2 separate regions of the Mus musculus genome follow, and region 2 is linked to region 1. The links are chromatin contacts, called in public promoter capture Hi-C maps. All regions are on one chromosome and are shown on one strand. Each heading gives the region's core, a stretch centred on a gene start, on an enhancer-like site or on the middle of the called end of the contact. The rest is flanking DNA. Distances are from core to core; before and after follow the strand shown. Region 1 holds the start of Cnih3 (cornichon family AMPA receptor auxiliary protein 3). Region 2 overlaps Cnih3 (cornichon family AMPA receptor auxiliary protein 3).

What was found. Promoter capture Hi-C pulls out the DNA fragments that hold promoters and counts their contacts.
Region 2: a promoter capture Hi-C map of hippocampal neurons shows a contact between it and region 1, with 5 times the contacts expected there. The contact joins the enhancer-like site here to the promoter of Cnih3 in region 1. A contact is called at or near these places in 6 of 39 promoter capture datasets (the 3T3-L1 cell line, 3T3-L1-derived adipocytes, embryonic stem cells and 3 more), 2 of 484 Hi-C or Micro-C datasets (cerebral cortex and cortical neurons), 4 of 115 datasets of contacts at active chromatin or transcription factors (embryonic stem cells, forebrain and neural progenitor cells) and 1 of 9 other capture datasets (macrophages).

Annotation. Positions count from the first base shown.
Region 1 is chr1:181,351,161-181,356,073 of GRCm38.p6, reverse strand. Cnih3 (cornichon family AMPA receptor auxiliary protein 3) reads right to left here and starts at 3,446. Exons shown (of 6, transcript NM_001160211.1): 1 at 2,568-3,446. The coding sequence starts at 2,648.
Region 2 is chr1:181,457,693-181,462,357 of GRCm38.p6, reverse strand. Cnih3 (cornichon family AMPA receptor auxiliary protein 3) reads right to left here. Exons shown (of 6, transcript NM_001160211.1): 6 at 1,717-3,133. The coding sequence ends at 3,106. Among named protein-coding and RNA genes, the nearest start is that of Ccdc121, 51 kb to the left of the region's middle. Within about 2 kb of position 2,832, at least 16 of the 459 cell types and tissues checked have an H3K27ac peak or open chromatin away from gene starts, as enhancers often do. A contact at or near this core is called in hippocampal neurons, where this site is marked.

The sequences.
Region 1 (4,913 bases), core at 2,197-4,696:
TAGGTATGCACCTGTACAAATAAATAGGAAAAAGGAAAAAAAAGGAGGGAAAATACCCCTACATCTCTTTTAGCCCAGGGTGATGACATTTTAACCACTTTTTATTAAATGCCAACTCGTTACTTGGGATGCCAATCCATTCTAAGCATGACTAAGTATGATTCAGCAGATCAGGGAATGTGTAGAAACATAAGATGCCAGAAAGAAGGCAAACGCACCGTCTACTAACTCTCCTAAATTTTTGATTGAAACGATTGCACCATTCAACCAATGACCCACTGTGTGTGTGTGTGTGTGTGTGTGTGTGTGTGTGTGTGTGTGTGTGTGTCGGGAGGTCAGAGTGTTTCTGAGTTCCCCTTTCAGTGTTCAGGTACCAGAGTTCTGTGGTGGGGGATTGGACTGCTTGATTCAGAGAGAAGGAAAGGACTAGGGAACAGGGACTGACCCTGCTGTCACTATGTTACTTCCACCAGGGGTGCCACCAGGACCTGATTTGGGATTTGATTGTGTTGTCCTCCTCAGATTGGGAGAAGAGAGCTGAGGGCAGAGGCCAGCACAGGACATGCAACTGTCATTCAGACGTCTCTTGTGCAACTGAACTGTCCAAATTCTCTACTTTATTAACTGGTCCTAGAGTTTTGTATATCCCTCCCCATCCCTACACACACACACACACACACACACTGAGGGAAAGAAGAGATTTCTTTCTGGTGACCCACCCTGCTTCAGGAGCCAGTGCAGTGAACATCAAGTCTGAAGGAGTCACGGGTGCTCTCAGGACCTCCCACTCTCCAGGCAAAGCAAAACCAGGAAGAAACACCAAATTAAGTATTTGCCTTCAAGAATGTATAAGCCTTTGCAAATATGAAGAAGCTGAGAAAGTTCCTTTAGAACAAGGGAGCAGAACTCTGCTGTATGATTGAGCACTTCCTACCTGGAATCCCTGTTCATCCTATCCAGGAATCAATCTCTCTCTTTCCTCTCCTTTCCTCTCCTTTCCTCTCCTCTCCCCTCCCCTCCCCTCCCCTCCTCTCCTCTCCTCTCCTCTCCTCTCCTCTCCTCTCCTCTCCTCTCCTCTCCTCTCCTCTCCTCTCCTCTCCTCTCCTCTCCTCTCCTTTTCTTTTCTTTATAATTGCCAACATCCTCAAAGTCCAACTGTGTGCAGTAGAACAGATCCATTATTCCAGGGCAGAGAGGACAAAATCCCATCACATCTAACTGACTTTTTCTATTAGCCCTCAAATTCCTACATCGGACACCCCCCCCCTCTTATTTCTATATCCCTAAACTAAATGATATGTGATTATGCAAGCTTAGGAAGAAGCGGAAGCTTAGATGTGATCTACAGGGTCTTTTCAGGACCGGTGGTTAGAAGTCCCTTCCTCCTCCCCAGGCGCGTTCCCTCTGCTCCTTGTCACTTGGCCCCTTAGAGCAGGAGACTCAGGGAACTATGTTAAGATAAACCCTCTCACACTACAGACCACTCAGACAAAACATCAGCATCTCAACTGCGCCTCAGTCTTCTTCCTTCTAGGTCATCTCCTGTTGTACACAATCTCTCCAAGGCTCCCCAGAGCCAGGCCTCCAGGAGCTCATCTCAGGGTCCCTCCATCACCTCCAACCCTGCTGGAAGGGCAAGACTGAGTTGTTAGTGGTGCCTGTCAATCACTGGAACCTTGGCCCTTCTGATCGGCCTTTGCAGAGTGAGAAGAGGGCCCATAAGCAGCCTCGGAAGGAAGCTAGTGGGTCAAGGGTTTGTGAAATGTGACACAGTCCCCAGGAGATCAGATCCTCCTGTGTCCTCCTCCTTACTCCCCTTTAGGAGTCCTCCGATCCACACAGCTCCACACACCACACCTGACGATCTAGGACCCGTCTGCACTCCATGGCGAGTGGAAGCTCGTGCCCTGGGGATGATGGGACCTGGTCAGATCTACAGCACCTAGAGCCTTATTTATCCCGGTCTTCCTCCGTCCCTCTTCTCTCTTCACTCCCATCTCTCTTGATTTCCCTCCCTTCCTGCCTGGCCTCTCCCTGCTTCCTCTTTCTTACAAGGCGCTCTGGTTGTGTTTCCACTTCGTCTCCAATTATGTCTAAACGCAACCCACCACAGATGCTGACATTTTAAATGTTTAGTTGTTATAGTTACTTGACTAATTGCCTGGGACACTGGCAGGGCTTCTTCTCTCCTGCAGGCAGGAGAGAAGGGAGTGGGGTGCGGAAGCCCAGCAGATGGGGTTTTGAGCCACTACTCCTGGCCTGGCTGGGACACCTTGCCACGCCCAGGAATGTGCCCCGCAGGGAGGCTCCACCAGTCACTGGCTCCAGCCAAGGCAGGTAGGCGCCCGGCGCGGTACCGCCTGGTCTCAGGATGCCAAGAACTGTGTCTCCTGCCCCGGGACAGGGGAGATGGACAAGGTCTGCCCAGAAAGTACTTCTGCCTGACCTCGCGGTCCGCCCACGCCTGCTATGTCTAAAAGGCCGGTGAAATGAGGAAATGAGGTGGGCGTGGGGGGAGGGAGGACTTTGGGGTACAGGAGAGTTAGAAGCCTCTGCAGGTTACTCACGTGCCAGATAGCGAAAAAGATGAGCGCAGCGCAGAGCACCAGGGACAGCATGTAGCAGAAAGCAGCGAAAGTGAAGGCCATGGCTGAGGACCCCGGATCCCACCACACACAAAGCCGCTCCCTGGAGACCAGTGCCTTCCCAATTAGCAGTCAGAAAGATGTCTAGTCTACACACTCCGGGTAAAAACCCAAACGACTAGAAGCACCCACGACAAGCAGAGACAGAGTTGAGGGTCAGCGAAGCCCGGACGATTCTGGCAGGACTGGAGACCCGGGACTTGGAGCGCCCACAGGCACAGAATGCCTCTGGTAGCAACAGTCCCCCTAGCCGAAGAAGAAACCTAACCAGCAGAGAACACCTGCAGACCAGTGTCAACTAGAAAGGTTCTCGAAACTAACAGGCACCGGGTGCGAGGACTCCACTCTGGACCAGGCGAGGAGGTCCGGTCCTCTGGAAAGAGCTCTCTCTGTTGGTGCCCAAGCAAAGAGGTGGGGTGAGCACGACACCCAGACTTCAACAGCCTCCGGCCAGGTGCCTGGACTCCGAATCCCAAAGCCGCTCTGTCCCCAGAGCACAAGTCTTGAGGTGGGCCAGGTCCCGTTAGCCCTGCGCCCCGGGCTGGGGTCTCCCAGCGCAGCTATGCGCACTGAGATGCATCCGGCCCCGGACCCAACCGCGTCCCCCGGCCGCCGGCTTCGGTAACCCGGTGCCTGGGAAACTGGGTCGGGCCGGGGCGGCGTGGGCTCCAGCCTGGAGGGCCAGCTCCCGGCCAGGCGGCTGCGGCGCGGGTTTCCGGCCAAGAGCGGCTCGCAGCTGAATGGGGCTCCACCTGCTGCTGCTGCTGCTTCTGCTGCTGCCGCGGGCGCCGCGAGGAATGCGGCGCTGGGACCCCTCCCTCGCGGCGCCCCACCCTCGCCGGCTCCAGAGCGCGCCCTCCCCGCGGGCGGAGACTGCAGCGGCAGCGGCGGGGGCCAGGGAGGCGGCGGAGAGAAGATGCGGTGCTCGCCCGCCTCTCGTAGGAAACTTGCGGCCCCGCGCGCGCGGAGGCGGGAGGGGCAGGGACTCTTTGAGCACGTGCGCCCGGAGAGAGTGGGAAGGCGGAAGGCTATGGCGACAACGCGTCGGCCGCCCCTAGGCTTCCAGCCCTTTGGAGCACACCAGAGCAGGGAAGTGAGGGATCGAGGGAGTGGAGGGCTCCTGTTGGTTGGGTCCTGCTTAGGCAGATTTCCCAAACTGTAATCTACTTCTGATCTAGGGTGCCTTTACTGCTCTACCCTGTGCCCCCCATAGGATTCTGAATCAGCGCCCATCCCTCGCATCCTCCACTATCCTGCTCCATCTGACCTTGGGATTATTGGAACCTGGTCAGTGGGGAGTGGGAGGTGGGGGAGGAGGGGATAAGGCAAGGGTGCAGAAAGTGTTTCTGTGTTGCTCTGTGGCATTACTAAGAGCTTACATTACTAAGAGCTTACTGTTGAAAGCAGACTCGCTCCTACCTCCAACTTTCTTAGCCTCCTTAAATAAAACCTGAATAGCAATTGAGTGTCTTCAAACCCAACAGGACCTAGCAGGGAGCAATTGGTACCCAGTCAATCCGTAAATGTAGGGACCTCTGTCACAGAGGTTAAGCATCTTAAAAAATTGTATCATAATTGCTCAATAAAAAAAAAAAAAATCCAACCCTGCAGATAGAACTTGGATTTCAGATGAGTCAGCACAGGAAGCAAGAAGAAATGTCCTGAGAGACGAGTAGCAAGCAAGTCCCCCGGGAATCTGAGGTGCACCTCAGAACATCGGATTATGTACAGAAAAGAATGCTTCGCTCCCATCCTCCCCAACCTCTGGATCTTACAGGCTTTGGCCCCTTTTCTGCCACCTCTCCATGATGGTCCCTGAAACTTAGGGAGAAGGAGTGTGATATGATTGTCCATTTGTGGCTGGCTGAGCACTCCACTGCACTTTGACAGGTCATGTATTTACCTTAACTGCCCTCCACGGCACAAAACAACTTCCCTCATGAGATCTAAGAGCTGCACCAACCTATAGGTATAGAGATACAAAGTTAGAGGACAGTTTGATACTAGTTCCATTTAGCAAAATTGTAGAGAGTGTCCTCTGGACATGAACAATTCCCCAACCATGGATTCTGGGCCAGATATATAGTAGCAGGCATGAGTTTCCTCCTCAAAGACCTTAAACCCAGTCGGGAAGCAGCTGATTGCCCCTTTAACATTCATGCCACTGTTGTGCCCATGGCATATCTTGCCACATTGTCATTACTCAGATTCATTGGGTTCACAGCTGGTTAAGACTGTTGATGAGCCACACATACACTCAGAAGCCTG
Region 2 (4,665 bases), core at 1,583-4,082, 110 kb before region 1:
CACATCCCCTCACCCTTCCTGCACTGCATGGCTCTTTTGAGAATACAGAAACATCAAGGTCCCAGAAGCAAAATGACTCAGGTTGACAACTTGGCAAGTGTTGACTTTGGCTGGGGTCCTTGACCTCTGTAGGGTTTGTATCAAAGCTTTCAACTATCATTTAAAGACAGTCATAGTGTCACTGTGAGGACTGAATAAGATGTGTATCAGTCGAGTGGTTGGCAGGAAGCTGGGGCATTGGGTAGAGTGTAGAGAACAGGGCACAGTTCCCTCTCTAGAGTACCAGGTGCAGCGGACATGAAGTCACACCATCCTTATAGCAAGCTGGGGCTGAGCCTGTTATTCTTCTCTCACCTTAGCAAAGGGAAACGTGACCTTGTGACTCTCCATCATCCAGGTCACATGCAGCACAGGGCCACAGCAGGGGAAGAGGGCCCATACTTCCAGGCCAGTACTGGCACATGCTATACCCCTAAAGTATCCAGTTCAGTAGATGGGTTCTAACTTGCTCAACAAAAACACTTCCTTTGGATTCTTGAGGCTCTGGGAACTTTAAGGCATTTCTCCTGCCTTGCTCCCTCCTTCCTTAAATGAGCTGCACAACGAAAGAATGTTAGCCAAACAAGCAAAACTCTGTGGAAATAGGTCCAGCTGCATGGTTTTAAAGCCCCGCCTCGGACCAGCTGTGCACATCTGGAAACAGCTCTTCCCATTGACTGTGGCGCCTGGCACACACCTGTGCTCTGCCACTAGCCCCATCTTGCTTATTTTTACCATCAAGAAAATGAACTTCTCCTGGGGAACCGAGGATTTGCTCTAACTCCCATGAGATCACCGGACTTATTTTCCAATCACAACGGATGGCAAGGGAACGCTTTGAATGTTTTTCTTTCATAAAGGTAGGACCTGCCCAAGAGGCATCAGCAATGCTTAAGGATTTCAAAGGACTAAGGGAAGAATCTCTCACACGCATCCCCTTAAACCACCACGCACGTCCCTTAGCTAGAGCTCTCTGCTTTAAAATCTTTCCTCATAAAAGTCAAAGCTTTTGGTGGGAACAGAAAGGTCATGTTCTCTTAAAGTCGGCTACCAGGTTCATAGGCAGGCCTTATAAACTCCCCCACTTTAAAGCAGAAAACAAGAGGGCCAAGTGGAGGGTTCAGTGTGCTAGGAAAGTGGTCTAGAAGATGTAAAGTCCTGCCGTATGAAGCATTTACTGCTGAGGGATGATGTTAAATTGACCACTCAGGAAGTTAGGATATGGTACAGACCTCCTTTGTAGGTTCGAATGTCCCAAGTCCACATTAACAATCTCTGATATTGGTGTCTCCTGTCAAAAACGACTTTAAGCAGTTTTGGAAGAGGGGAGTGTAAAAGAGATTCCTGAAGAGAGGAAAGAAGACCCCTTTCCTTATGTTCTCCATGTCTTTCTTTTCTTTTCCTTTTCTTTCTCTCTCTTTTTTTTTCAAGATGATGACGGTGTTAGCTTTGCACCTGACACTCAGACCTCCACTGTTTGTTGATGTGACTAGCCATCCCTGGGAAAGGTACCCAGCTGAGGTTGTGTAGCTTCAACAAGTTACCCTCAGTAGTAAGAGCTCCTGCCAAGGGAAAGACCGCATTCTCCCTGTCCTCCTAGACTGCATTCTCCCGAACCGGCTGTGGTTGATACAGCTGGCCCCTCAGAAAAGCAGCCTTTTGTTTTTCTTCTTTCTTGCAAGTTTTTTTTTTCTCTCTATTTTGTTTTCTGTAATTTTTTTTTTTAAGAAACACTGTTTCTTTTTAAAAACGCTTTTCTACCTACTAGTTTGCCAACCATATGGATACCCCGGGGGTGGGTTGAAATGAGATGAGGTGAGCCACTCAAGTTGTTGCTGCATCTTAAACATAGCACACAATGTGTTACACAAACACCATTCAAAAAACTGAGTCACAGAATTCAGATGGGAACCAGTACATATATAAATAGTGTGTGTGTGTGTGTGTGTGTGTGTGTGTGTGTATGTGTGTGTAATGGTAGAAAGCAAGGCAGTTTGGGGAATCAGGTTAAAATCATTGTGCCCAGTTTAAGCATCATAAAAACTCAGCCTTGTCAGTATTTACACCTGTCCTGCAACTCCCACCCAAAAAAGGAGCAAAAGTCAAGTGGAAATTTCTAAATAAGCGATGTCCCCACATTGAACTGAGGAGCACAAAGGCCGTGAAGCATCAATGGATGTGATAATTGTGTTGTCTCACTTCCTGGCTGTCCATACCCACACACAGAGCAGCTCTCTGTTTCTGGGCTTCGCACTATTTTGAGGGGTTTGGTTTGGTTTGGTGTTTTGTTTTGTTTTTTGCTTTGGCTCATGCCAGCCAGCTGATTGGCATGTAATGACTCTGATGAATTTTTGGCACAGTGGCAGAATACATCTTGGGAGGGTGAAGAACTCACACCTGGGACATGTTGCAGACATTTTTAGAAATCCATTTTCTCCCCCTCCCCAGTTCACACTGGACAGGGCTTGCTGCCACACCCAGCTCAGGAAGCCACAGCCCAGGCTCCTGGACACAGAGCGTAAAAGTGACGTGAGAGGTGGCTCAGGGCAGTCCCCACAGCTTTCTGCCTTGCACTGAGCAAAGCATGTGACCACAGCTCTGGAAAAAAAATGACAAGAGTCTTGGGCAGCCCATGGTGTCCCTGTGGGTCTCAGCCATCCCTGAAGATCTGGCCTTGGCCCTGAGCCATTCTGTCCCTTGTTCGACACCTGCCAGCATCTGGCCTCATTTCTACCATCCAGACGAGCTCTCCATGTGAAACTCGCACAGTTCTGCTGCTCAGTGAAGTGGATGAAGGAAGTAATAATGGCATCTCCAGAGGTTGAGTGTTTCATCAGCTACAAGCTGGCACGCCCATGCTCAGAGGGGCCCTGCAACCCATGTGGGATGTGAAATGCGAAGGCAGAAACAGACACACGTGGGTAACATGGCTCTGACTGCTGTATGACTCCCGTTCCTTTCATTCGGTCTCTGCCATCTGGGTCTCTCCGTCATCCCCATCTGGTGCTCCTCTAGCCACAGCCGCAGTGGTTCCCAGCTTCGGCCTCTCCATCAGCAGGGTCTGAGTTAGGAGCTCACTAAGGTGTAAATCATGCTGGGTGCAAACAAGAAGAGGAAAACAGATGTCAGCAGGAGTCTGTGGCTTTCATCAGCCCCCTTCCAAGTCTGGAGCCTATGGATTCAACTCATTCCCGTCTCTGTGGTCTCCAGTTCACCCATGGAGGCCTTGCTATAGCCCATAGTGTGTCTGCTAGGATGGCACCCCATGTCCCCTGTGGATGCTTATGAGCACTCTCACTGGGATGATCACTGTGGCGCATCACTTTTCCTGCAATTACAGGTGCCTATGGGGTAAGATTCTTCACACCACCATCTGCAACCACATGCTTACAGAATGGCTGCATCCTTACCCCTCCTCCCCAAGCCCCCGTGATGTTACATGATGTGTCAATTCCAAGGGTCTGGATGAAGAACATTGTCACTGATATCAGTGGGGTTGCATAAACACAGTCCTCGGGGCAAATGACATAAGTGAATCTTAACTGGGCATAGGTCCCCAAACCTCCTCCTTATGGGATTAGTAGTGACCAAGTAGGAGGGACCTGCATTCCTATGGCCTGACAAGGATGTCAGGCTAATTCTGCAAGGCTGACAAGTTGACCAGAACTACAATCTACTCCTCTGTCTATTTAGAAAAAGAAACAACTCTCCTGACATTAGAGACCCCACCCCTGACTCTAAGAAGTTGTCTAGGAGCAAAACCAAATAAAAGAACCTGGACTATTTTCCTCCCATCCCTGCACAGCTGGGAAGCCCCCTTTCTAGAGCCAGACACAGCAGATGTGCCCAGGCCCCACTGCCTAGGTCTGGAGCTAGACAGATGGATTCTCGCTGTACAGCTCAAACAGATCAACCACTTTCTAACTCCAAAGCCAGTCCTCTGACCATTGTGGACTGAGCCTAATTGTGGACAACTGTGGTGGTTTGAATATGCTTGGCCCATGGAGTGGCACTATTAGGAGGTGTGGCCTTATTGGGGAAGGTGTGGCCTTATTGGGGAAGGTGTGGCCTTGTTGGAGGAAGTATGTCACTGAGGGGGTGGGAAAGAGAGCTTCCCCCCAGCTGTCTAAAGATGCCAGTCTTCTCCTGTTTGCTTTCAGAGTAAGATATAGAACACTCAGCTCCTCCTGCACCATGCCTGCCTGGACACTGCCATGCTTCCCACTGTGATAATGGACTGGACCTCAGAACCTGTAGGCCACCGCCAATTAAATGCCGTCCTTTATAAAAGTTGTCTTGGTCATGATGTCTACACAGTAATGGAAACTCTAACTAAGACAATAACTCTGTCTAACTCACTGTAATTCTTTTATTCCACACTAACTGAACACCTACTATGTACCAAGCACTCTTCTCAATTCAGGGAAATGATGGTGAGTGTGTGGGCTGAGCCCTGGCCAATCTGTGACAACAAACACCATGGATGCCTACTATGTGCCATGAAGGGCACTGCTGAGATAGCGTTGAGGGAAGCAGATAAGTTCTCTGCAGCCTAGAGAGGAGTAACCCATAAAAGACAGAAGTATAAACTGAGAAGAAACAGACAAGGAGAGACCAGTGTGCCCA